2 separate regions of the Arachis hypogaea genome follow, and region 2 is linked to region 1. A link is a contact called in public Hi-C data. All regions are on one chromosome and are shown on one strand. The core of a region is the stretch at or near the end of the contact, and the rest is flanking DNA. Distances in the headings are between cores, read along the strand shown. Region 1 holds the start of LOC112696048 (G-type lectin S-receptor-like serine/threonine-protein kinase SD3-1). Region 2 has its middle 21 kb from the start of LOC112696049.

Region 1 (5,578 bases), core at 1,572-4,071:
TCATCGCGAACCGTCGTCGTCGGTCACTATCGAGCCCTATCCGTCGCTGCCGCTGGAGTGAGGTCCCGTCGCCATCGAGCCCTGTTGTTGCTTTTGCTTTTCTGCTTCTGCTTTCTGCTTTCCGCTTCTACTTATGCTTCTATTTTTGCTTTTGTTGTTGCTATTGTTGATTCGCCTTTCACAATTGTTGTTGTTTTATTATTAGTGATACTGCTTATGATTATAGTAATTGCAATTGAGTTTTGTCAATGAAAGAGGAAAAAAGAGGAAGAATTTAGTTCTGAGTTTTGACGACGATAATGATTTTTTTGTTTTCTGAATTCTGAGTTCTGCATTTGGGTTCTTGTTTTTCTAGTTCTCGTTTTTCTTGGTTCTTGACGATGATGATGATGATTTTCTGGTATTTCTTTTAATAATGATGTTTCTGGGTTCTTTTTCTTCTCTTTTTCTGGGTTTTTGTTGTTGTTGTTGTTCTGATTTCATTATCTTCTGGGTTCTTGCTTTTGTTGTTATCTTTCTGTTGATTTCATTATCCAATTGTTGTTGTTGTTGTGCTTCTGGTTGTTTGGTTTATTGGTGTTGCTTATGCTTCTGCTCCAACGTCTAGTTCAGCTTCAGCTTTTGGTTCTGCGTTAATTGATTTTGGGGAAGAAGGGAGAATGACATTTTTGTTCGAAAGACGCTTTTAAAATAAACTGAAATTTTGGAGACCATTTTGTAGTAAAAAAGCGCCAAAAATAAAATCGATTTTTAGTCTCTACGTTGTGACCAAAATTATACTTAATTCCTTAAAACTATCTTGTCAAACTTTGTTTATTCCCATACAAGGGCATTGATAAAGTAATTAGCGGATCTATTTTGTTATTAATTAAGAATTAAAGAAATTAAAAGAAAATGCCACTTTATGCTTTCAACCAGCACTTTTCGCACATACTTTAACAAAAATTATTCTTTTCATAAAAATAAAAAAGAAAAAGAAAAAGGATATATCAAAAGTGAATCTCCCTTTCTTATTTATTATTTTAATGATGTAAAGGGTGACTAGTAAGTTATAATTAACTCGTGCCCATGCATAGTGTAGCTGGCTAGGATTATTTGTCTAGCCAATTCCATAGGTTTGTTTCATATGGTTAACTTTATAGCAATTTAATAATGATCTTAATTTAACACCCCATATCATTATTTTATGATATGCATATAATAAGAATCTTGCTGGTGTTAAAAAGAGGTTAGTATAATATAATAGTAATTATACCATAACCCTCAGTCAACTACTACATGGTACAGAGATTTGAGGGAAATTTATATATTTATTCCTGGGTAATAATAAACTATATTAGCTTAATTAGTTCACGTGGTCACACGTGTACATTTGTCTTAAAGGCTGTAATGGAAAAGCTTAGCTTGCCGTGCATCAATTCATATTAATATTTAAAAAATATTAAAATACTAGATCATTTGAATTTATTATTTTTAATTATTAATATTTAAAAAATAAACTAAAAATATATTATTAAATTAAAAAAATTTAGTTTATAACTAAAAATAATATTTTTGATAATTTTTTATTATTTTTCTTTTCTATTTTTTTTACATATTATTCTTTCTTTTTTTAGTAATGCCTCTCTAAATTTTGTATTGAGGTTGAAGTTTTTGAAATATTTCTTCTTCTTTTTTAATATAATATTTTTAAATATGTTGTAGTCATGATCTAAATAGCACCTTTTTTTTAACCCAACTAACTTAGAACTTCATCATGAGAAGCCTTTAATATAATTTATACGAGTTTAATTAAGAAATCAAATTTTTAATTAATATCAACAATTTTTTTTTTTTAGTTTTAGATTTTAAATCCTAAATTACAAATTCTATATTTTAAAAGAAATAGTTTTATAATAAAAAATTAATTAATATTAACTGATTAAAAAATAATTCCTTATAATTATTTTAGAATAAATACACATACATAGCTCCATCATATATAGCCCTTTCTGGTGGCTTAAAGTTAATCAATAGTGAATGATGAATTTGGGTTAAACCAAGGGGCAATTGTTAACACCTACCACAAAAGTGAAGAATTTAGAGTGGAAGTTCTTGAAAAAGTGTGCATGATTAAAAGGTGGTGTGAATTTATTAAAAAAATGAAAAGTTATTATTTAATTTAAAAGATATAAGAATAAACAATTTTTAAAAAATTAAAATTTATTATAAAAAATAAATTAAGCAAAATTTAAGTAAAAATTTATAGATATCATAGAATTGGTTTTGTAACCAAAGTGAACAGTAAACAAAAGGGGTGATAAAAGTAAAAACTTTTAATTTTTTTAATCTATTCACTACATTAAAAGTTAAAACTGATAAAAAATATAAAAAACTTTCATTTTCAATTTCTTTTTAATTTTTTTACTATTTTTTTAATTTCTCGCAATATTCTAGTTCTAATAGGCCAAGAAGTAACAATTGTTAGAAAACTTTAATACATAAATAACAATATTCTATAACCAAATTATTTTAATAATTAAATTTAATTAAATTGATCTAACAATTTATTGTTATATAAAAAATAAATTGAAGAAAAAAGAGAAGACATATAAAAAAGACTTAATTAATCTTAATTATAAAAATAATTTATTTACTTAACATTTTTATACACAAGTTAAATATTAAATAAATTAAACTTACTACCTTATTAACACAAAATAATTAATTAATATATAAAAGATAAAATATTAAGAATTTGAATATTATTTTATTAATATTAGTCAATAATATATTTTGTAATATTATGTATTAAATATGTTTATGAACTAAATATGGACAGAAAATGATATGTTTTGTTAGCTGTCTGGCAATGAAATCTATGTTTTTTCAAACTAAAATTTTAGCTTCACTCTTCATGTTCTTCGTTAATAAATCGTAGTCTTCCAAGTTACCAAAACAAGAAGAAGAAAAAAAAAATTGTTCTTCTTCCTCTTCCTCTTGTTCCTCATTTTCTGGTATTCTTATCCTTCTTCCACTTCACACACACGCATTCACATTAACACACACACACACACACTACATTTCACAAAACCCAGTTCTTCTCTCTCTCTCTCTCTCTCTCTCTCTTACCGTTTATAGCTCATTTTTCCTTCTCCAAATCTGAACCCACAAATCCAAGCTCCCCATTTTCCCTCACACTTCTCACACTCCTCAATTGCATGTCCTTTCCAAATCCATTACCAACTTAACAACTCTGTTCTTTGTAACGTGTGTTCATCTCTCGCTTCTCAGTGTTTCTGCTACTTCCCTCTTTGTCCTCTTTGGTCTTCAGTTTTGATCCCTTTCAGCTAAGTTGTGTTTGCTTCTAATAAAATACAGAGGAAAAAGAAAAAAAAAGGAAGAAAATTTTCATCTGGGGTCATGAGATTTGTTGCATTCAGGTTCAATATTCTTCTCTTCTGATTCTAAGCTTCAACACCCCCCCCTTTCCCTTTTTCCCCTTTTTGGGATTTTACATTCAGATCTCTTTATCTCTCTCTGGCTCAGAAAAATGGAAAGATAACTCTTTTGAGCCATCATCAACATTGTTGTGTCAGTTCAAAGGTTGTGTTTTTTCGCATTCTCCTTTTTGAAGTTCTCTTCTTGTTGGAAATTGGAATTGCTCTATGCTTATGATGTTTCATTTTCAAGGCTCATGCTCAAGTTTGAACCTTGAGAAAGTGATTGCATTCTCCAAAATGTGCTCCACTTTGGTTTGACTTGGTTCCCATCTCTGCATAAAGTACCAATTTTTGGCACTAAATTTCATCTTTTTCGGAAAGGCTTCCACTTTAGGGTCTCCTATCTTTGTCCTTGCATATACAACTCATACATGGATTACATACCCTATGAAGTTTCAAGTTACTTTACTGCAATCATGTTGAAGTTCATGGCAACATTCTGTGGTGGCTTATTGAATTTCTGAGCTTTGGAGTTTGGAGTACTATTCTTTCAGGTACCATACTTGAGCATTTTTCTCTTCCACTGTAGTTCTTTTAGAAATTGTGACAATTCTTTGCCTAATTTTCAAAGATACTATGCATGTGTGAGCTTTTATCATTGCACTGCCGAACCACACTTGGGGCTTGACAAAGACATTTTACTTAAACTTTATTTTTTATTATCCCTCTACAGGTGTTTGGTATAATTGCCAAGGTGGAAACCAATATCTTTACATTTAGATGTGACTTTTGGAATAAGGATCATTCATCTTAATTTGTCAATCTAAGCATACACAGATATGCTTGAACAGAATTCTCACCTTAGGTCACCACTATTGTTATGTGTATCCATCTGCTTCTTGCTATATCCTGTTGTGAGGGCTGACATACCAGTAGGTTCTAAGCTTTGTGTGGTTGACAATGGCAGCTGGGTTTCCAAAAATGGTAATTTTGCAGTCGGGTTCTTTAACATTTCGGATGAACCTAACCAGTTTAGTATTGGTATTCGATTCAACAACAAGTCTATACCGTACAGCCAACAAACAATGGTGTGGACTGCTGGATTTCAGACTGCAGTAGGTAACAAGTCTTGTTTCCAAATCACCACAAATGGAGATATGATCCTGTTTGATGATCAAGGAATGATAGCATGGAACAGCAACACCAGTAACAAGGGTGTCGTGTCGGCTTCTCTTCTTGATAATGGTAATCTTGTTCTGATGGACAGAGAGCAAAAGATAATTTGGCAAAGTTTTGATGATCCAGATGATACACTTCTCCCAGGACAGTATCTATCTTGTGATAAATCGCTTCGTGCTGCCACTAAGGATCTAGTGTCCAGTTACTACACTCTTTCCATGAATGTTTCAGGACACCTAATGCTTCGCTGGGAAAGTAATATTCCCTACTGGATAAGCGAAAGCCCCTCCACTTCGAATCTCACTGCATATCTGACAAACAATGGAGCTCTACAACTTTTAGACAACAGTTCTAATGTTGTTTGGAGTGTGTTTGGGGAAGACCACAATGAATCTGTGAACTACCGATTTCTTAGGATAGATGTCGATGGCAATCTCCGCCTATATTCATGGGTGGAGGCTTCACAGTCATGGAGATCTGTCTGGCAAGCTGTTGAGAATCAGTGCAAGGTTTTTGCAACTTGTGGTAAACAAGGGGTCTGTGTTTTGTCTCCCTCAGGTACTGCTGATTGTGTGTGCCCTTTCGAGCAGACCGACACCGGGACCTGTTTGGTTCCATATGAACAGAAGTGTGAACCTGGCTCCACTATGATGACATATTGGAACACACACCTATATGGAATTTACCCTGTTGATGGTCCGGGTATCATAAGTAGCCTGCATCAATGTATGCAATTGTGCCAGAATGATTCAAGGTGTACGGTTGCAACCTTTTCTAATGATGGTGTTCCCCAATGCTCAATAAAGAAATCTGAATATATCACTGGTTATTCAGATCCGTCTCTAAGCTCGGTATCATTTGTTAAGAGATGTTCATTTCCATTTGCAGTAAATCCCACACTTGGAAGCACACCTCCAACCAAACAAGCTCCTAGATTTTGTGTTCCTTGTTTAATAGGAGCAGCCTCAGGCACATGT
Region 2 (5,578 bases), core at 1,451-3,950, 33 kb before region 1:
TAAATGATACGGATTTAAGTTCTATTTAAGAGTTTATCGCTGACTAATGAGTTGTTATATATATAAAGTATTAGGGTTGGCAAAGCGGGCCGGCCCGCCCCAATCCGTCCCGCCCCGCCTAGACCCGCCTCATAAATGGGGTGGATTGGCCCGCCCCGCCAACTAAAATGGGTTTAAAATGCTAGTCCGTCTCACTTTATGGCGGATTGGCGGGCTAGCCCACTTGACTCTTTTTTTTTTTGAAAAATAAAATATATTAAAATTAACCAAAAAATAATAATTAAAAAATCAAATATAAAGAAAAAATAGTCAAATTATAATATAATTTTTTACTATTTTTTAATTTTTAACTTTAATAAAATTATTCAAAATAATATTTGTCAATAGAATCATCTTTATTTTAAAAAATAAGTCACATAATTTGAGCATATATACGAAATTGTAAAAAAAAATAAAAAATAAAAAGTCTTTGGCCCAGCGGACCGGCCCGCCCCACCTCGCCAAAATCCGCCAATTTGGCGGTGCGAGTTTGGCGGACTCCAAATCCTAGTCCGACCCGATTTTTTAGCGGGTTTAGCGAATTCGCCCGACGGACTTGACCCGTTTTGCCACCCCTATAAAATATGATTTAAACTTCTGACACTTATTTAAGCAGATGAATGAATTAAGGAGTCGACTAATCTAAATTGATTAATATATATATAATTTTTATAAGGGAAGAAAGTGACCTAGGTAACTTTGATTTGGTGGTAGGGGCAAAGAGAGAGAGAGGGAGGGAGAGAGAAAGAGTCCCCTTATCTTACACCTCATTGTTGTTTGTTTGATAATGTGAGATGGAAATTTTGGCCGGCTATTATGGCTCCCTATCATGGGGACCAACATGGGTCCATTACCCATTCCTTCAACCACACTTGTGCTCCTCTTCTTCCGCCTTAATCTTTAACTTAATCTCCATTTTCTCCGTAATTACAAGGATACCTCATACATATATAAGTTTAGTCATTTTTACCTTTCCTAATTCCTATATATATCAAGAATTTAATTTGATACATTTAATTTTATATTTATATCTAATTACATAATATTATATTAACAAAATAATTATATTTTCCATTAACAACATGAATAATTATCTAAAAAGTTAATTAATTTATAGTCAAAATAATAAAATAAATTCCAAAGACTAATTTAATTTATAATTAATAATCTTAGAAACTAAAGCAACGTTTTCAAGTTTTGAAAAACTTATATGATTTATATATAAATATATTAACTAAATTGAACATTAGATGAGGCCAACAAAAGAAAAGAAAAAAAAAAGAGAAAAAAAAATTCTAATTCGGTTGTATTTTTATTTCATGTGTTATTTTTAACATCATGTACATAAGTAACTCAAATAAACTTAATGTTTTAACAACCTCTAATAATAGAGTGATATAATATCTCAAAAATTGTCTAGTATACATAATCAATTTAGCGGCCGTTATACCAGTAGTTTCTGAAAATCGTTGCAAATAATTAACTCTCGTAAGCTAAAGAATCCCAATTAAAAATCACTCGAAATTGGTTTAAAAAACAATCGTCGCTATTCAGCGTTTCTGTTACAATAAGTCAATAAGATTACATATAGAAATTATTTTTGGGAACTTGGCACCCCCTTATAGACATATCGCTATAGAAGATATCTATTTTCCCATATAATTCAAGTTACCCGAAGAAAACATCAATGTGAATTGTGAAAAACAAAAGAATAGGAGACAGGATAATCAAATCGAATCGATATTAAATTTGTTCCCAAACCGTTTCTTTTTCCTTCCTTTGACTTTGTGCTTGTTGATATGAGCTTTCATAAGTGTCACAAAAAAGTAGATGTAATTAATTAAGTCACATCTAATCTTGATGAAACAATGGAGAATGGAGCATACAGTGTTGTCTAATTGAAAGCATATATTCATTCATTTAATTCTACAAGCCAATTGAATCCATATAACATTGACATATTTGGATTAAAGTGATGATAGTTGCAACATGTATAAGAAAGTGAGAGGTCAATTATCCAAAAATTAATTAATAGCTTTTATAATGTGCAATTCCACTAAAATATTGATTAGTGTGTTATCAATGAGAACAATTGAACAACATTGTTCTTTACGTTTTTCTTTTTCTTTTTAATCAAGAAAGGGAGTATGATATGAAGAATCATAACTCCAAATCAAAGGAGGTAAAAATCATTAAAGAAATAAAGAAGCATATTGCTATTTTTTTAAGATATTGTTTTATCTTCATAACATTGGGCCAAGTGCATGTGTTATGAAAGGCCTAGAAGCCCAGCATTACTCCCAGCCAAGCCCAAAACATATCTAGCCCGCACATTTAATTTTTTTTTTTCATTTTGACAAAAGAAAATTATTTTTCTGTCTAAAAAAAATTAGATATGAATATAAAATTCTTTTTGCAATCCGCAAGAATTTTTTATTTTTATTTTCTTTTCTTTTTGCAATGTGCAAGAATCTTTTCATTATTTTTTTTTTACAATTTGCAAAAAAACCTTTTTGCAATCGCAAAAAGCAAATTATATTACACATAAATCAATAATATTTTAAAGTTAATTTTTTTATTTTTCACCTACCATCTCTTTCTCTCTCTCTAAACTGATCAGATTTTTTGTTATTATTCCCAACCAAAGAGAAAAGTCAATTCAGATTAAAAAAAATGAAACACAAAAGAAGAGTCAATGAAGGTTCTAGGACCTCTCTGAGGGTAGAAAACCAAATAGAAAAATACGGAAACTGAGAATGGAGCCGCCACGGAATGGACAAAGATACAACAATGACATATCAATAAACTTTATTAAAAGCTGTTACGATTTTGGTCACGGGAACCTTAGTTCCTTCCTACTTCCTAGGCTTCTGTTTGGTTTTCCATTCACTAAAATTCGTATCATCATTTCAACTTTCAAGGACATAACTTCCATTTAATTCATTTCTGATAACATCTGCTTCATCGGTTAAATTTCAAAATGTCAATTTCCGTTTGAGCTAAAACAACATTGGGTACCATGATTTAAGAATAATCATTATTTTTCCCTCAAATTAAACTCCGGCAAATGCATGTATATAGTACCAATATGTGGTTATGATTATTCTTCTTTTATTTTTTTGTTTGATTTATGATTATGTTTATTATTCTCATTTTAGTCAGAGGTCATTTTATATTCAAAGATTTTTTTTGTTTAATTTATGATTATGTTTAATTTTTTTATTTTATTTAAGGATCATTTTTTTATTCAAAGATTATTTCTGTTTGATTTATGATTATGTTTATTATCATTATTTTATTCAAAAGTTCATTTTATTTATGCCAATGTTATTATTCTTCTCTTTTTTATTTTGCATTACTTTATGGCTTACAAGAACACCAAATCAAAGTTTATAAGTTTGCATTTTATATATTTTAACGTTATGGGCATTTTGTTATGAGTCACGTATCTCATAACATGAGAAGCATCTAAAAGTCACGACTACTCCAACTAATAAAGTCTTTTGAAAATAATAATGGAAGAACATTGCATTATCATTGTTTCATTTTAAAATTCAGAGTGATTGGAGATTGATACAATGACACCATATAGATAAACTAATGAAAAACTTTTGTTTCTCACTCCTTTTTCCGTACCAGGAACAATGCGGTCCAAAGCAATACGCTACTAGATTAAGCTAAAAAAGCTAGTACATTATAAGATGGTTAGGAGCAGAATAAAGATGGTTAGTACATTAATGGAAGATTGGTGCAAAATCAGGCCAGAATAAAGATTACGATTACGAGATTTTATAAAGATCTGTATCGGCAGGAACATGCTCCTTTTATTGGCATCCGTGATGGGTTGGTAAAACAGATTGAGAAGGAAGAGGCAGCAGTGCTAGAGGTAATGTTAACACCGGAGGAGATACGAGAGGCGGTTTGGGATTGTGAATTAAGTAAAGCTCCGGGTAGTGATGGCTATAATATGAACTTCATAAAGAAATGTTGGGAGGAGATTGGCCAGGAATTTACTACAACTGTGTTGGATTTTTTTCAGAGTGCGAAGCTACCAACAGAGGCTAATGTAGCTTGGGTGGCTCTAACTCCAAAGTTTGTGGGAGCCAAAGAAATCAAAGACCTAAGACCGATTAGTATGGTTGGTTGTGTTTATAAGGTGATATCAAAAGTGCTGGTAAGAAGAATGCGCCCAGTGATGCTATGTTTAGTGGGGGAGACCCAGTCTGCGTTTGTAAAGGGCCGAAAAATACATGATGGTGCTCTCATCACTTGTGAGACGGTCCAATGGCTAAAGCTGCGAAGGAAGCAGGCGACAATTGTCAAACTAGACTTTCAGAAAGCTTATGACAGGGTGAGATGGAGTTTTGTGGATATAGTATTACAGAAGATGGGCTTTGGTCTTAGATGGAGGACATGGGTGAAGGAATGTGTGACCACGGCGTCTATGTCAGTGTTGATTAATGGGTCACTATCCAAGCCTTTCAAGATGGAGAGAGGACTCAGACAAGGAGATCCCCTCTCTCCTTTTTTTTTATTCTTGTCGTTGACATTTTGCATAGGATGGTGGGTGAGGCAGTAAGGAATGGACGTATTTCTCCATTGCTAGTGGGACGAGACAACATAGAGCTGTCGCATCTCTAATTCGCAGATGACATGATGTTGTTCTGCCCTCAGGATACGAAGACAGTGTTGAATTATAAGAGACTCCTGCGTTGTTTTGAGTTAATGTCTGGCTTGAGTATTAACTATGACAAGTCAAGCTTGATTTTAGTCAACTGTGAGAAGGCATGGGTGACTAATATGTGTGGTCTGTTGGGATGTACCGAAGCTGCGTTACCGGTTAGGTACTTGGAAATCACCTTAGGCGCAAATCCTCAGTTGGTGAAGACCTGGAAATCGATCATAGACAAGGTGGAAGATAAGTTGAGCCTATGGAAAGCTAAATCTCTTAACAAGGCTGGTAAGTTGGTTTTCATCAAATCTGTTCTAAATAGCCTTCCAGTTTACTGCTTAAGCTTGTATAAGATGGCAAAAGCGGTTGCAAAAAAGATAATTGGACTACAAAAAAGATTTCTGTGGAGTAAAGAAGATGGGAATAATGGTATACCGCTTGTGAAATGGGAGGTGGTTCAAGCTCCTAAGAAGCTAGGTGGGTTGGGGGTTGGGGGTCGGGGATGCATTACTCAGGAACGCGTCGCTTCTGTTCAAGTGGTGGTGGCGATTCTCTAAGGAGGACTACCCGTTGTGGAAGAAGGTTGTTTGTTCTTGTAATCAATTGAACCCATCTTTAATGCTGTCACAACAACCTTTACCTGAATGCAACATTTGTAAAGTCTTTACGTGAGTGTCTTTTTTTGTTTACTATGTAAACCGTGGGAGCTAACAACGGTTTTTAATTTGTGCATAAACGGTGGGAGGCTTTGACGGTTTTCACTTAGGAAACTTTGAGCATAAACCATGGCTACTCACCACGGATTATGAAGAAAAATTGCTACCTAGAAACCGTGCTTGGTCACCATGGTTTATGAAGAAAAAACTG

What was found. Hi-C and Micro-C count contacts between places; a contact is called where the count stands out from the background.
Region 2: a contact with region 1 is called in a Hi-C map of an unstated tissue, with 4 times the contacts expected there. The contact joins the enhancer-like site here to the promoter of LOC112696048 in region 1. A contact is called at or near these places in 2 of 8 Hi-C or Micro-C datasets (leaf and an unstated tissue).

The regions. Positions count from the first base shown.
Region 1 is chr6:12,000,854-12,006,431 of arahy.Tifrunner.gnm2.J5K5, reverse strand. LOC112696048 (G-type lectin S-receptor-like serine/threonine-protein kinase SD3-1) reads left to right here and starts at 2,821. Exons shown (of 2, transcript XM_025748631.3): 1 at 2,821-3,976; 2 at 4,156-5,578. The coding sequence starts at 4,262.
Region 2 is chr6:12,034,018-12,039,595 of arahy.Tifrunner.gnm2.J5K5, reverse strand. No RefSeq gene overlaps it. Among protein-coding and RNA genes, the nearest start is that of LOC112696049, 21 kb to the left of the region's middle. Within about 2 kb of position 2,700, at least 2 of the 3 cell types and tissues checked have open chromatin away from gene starts, as enhancers often do.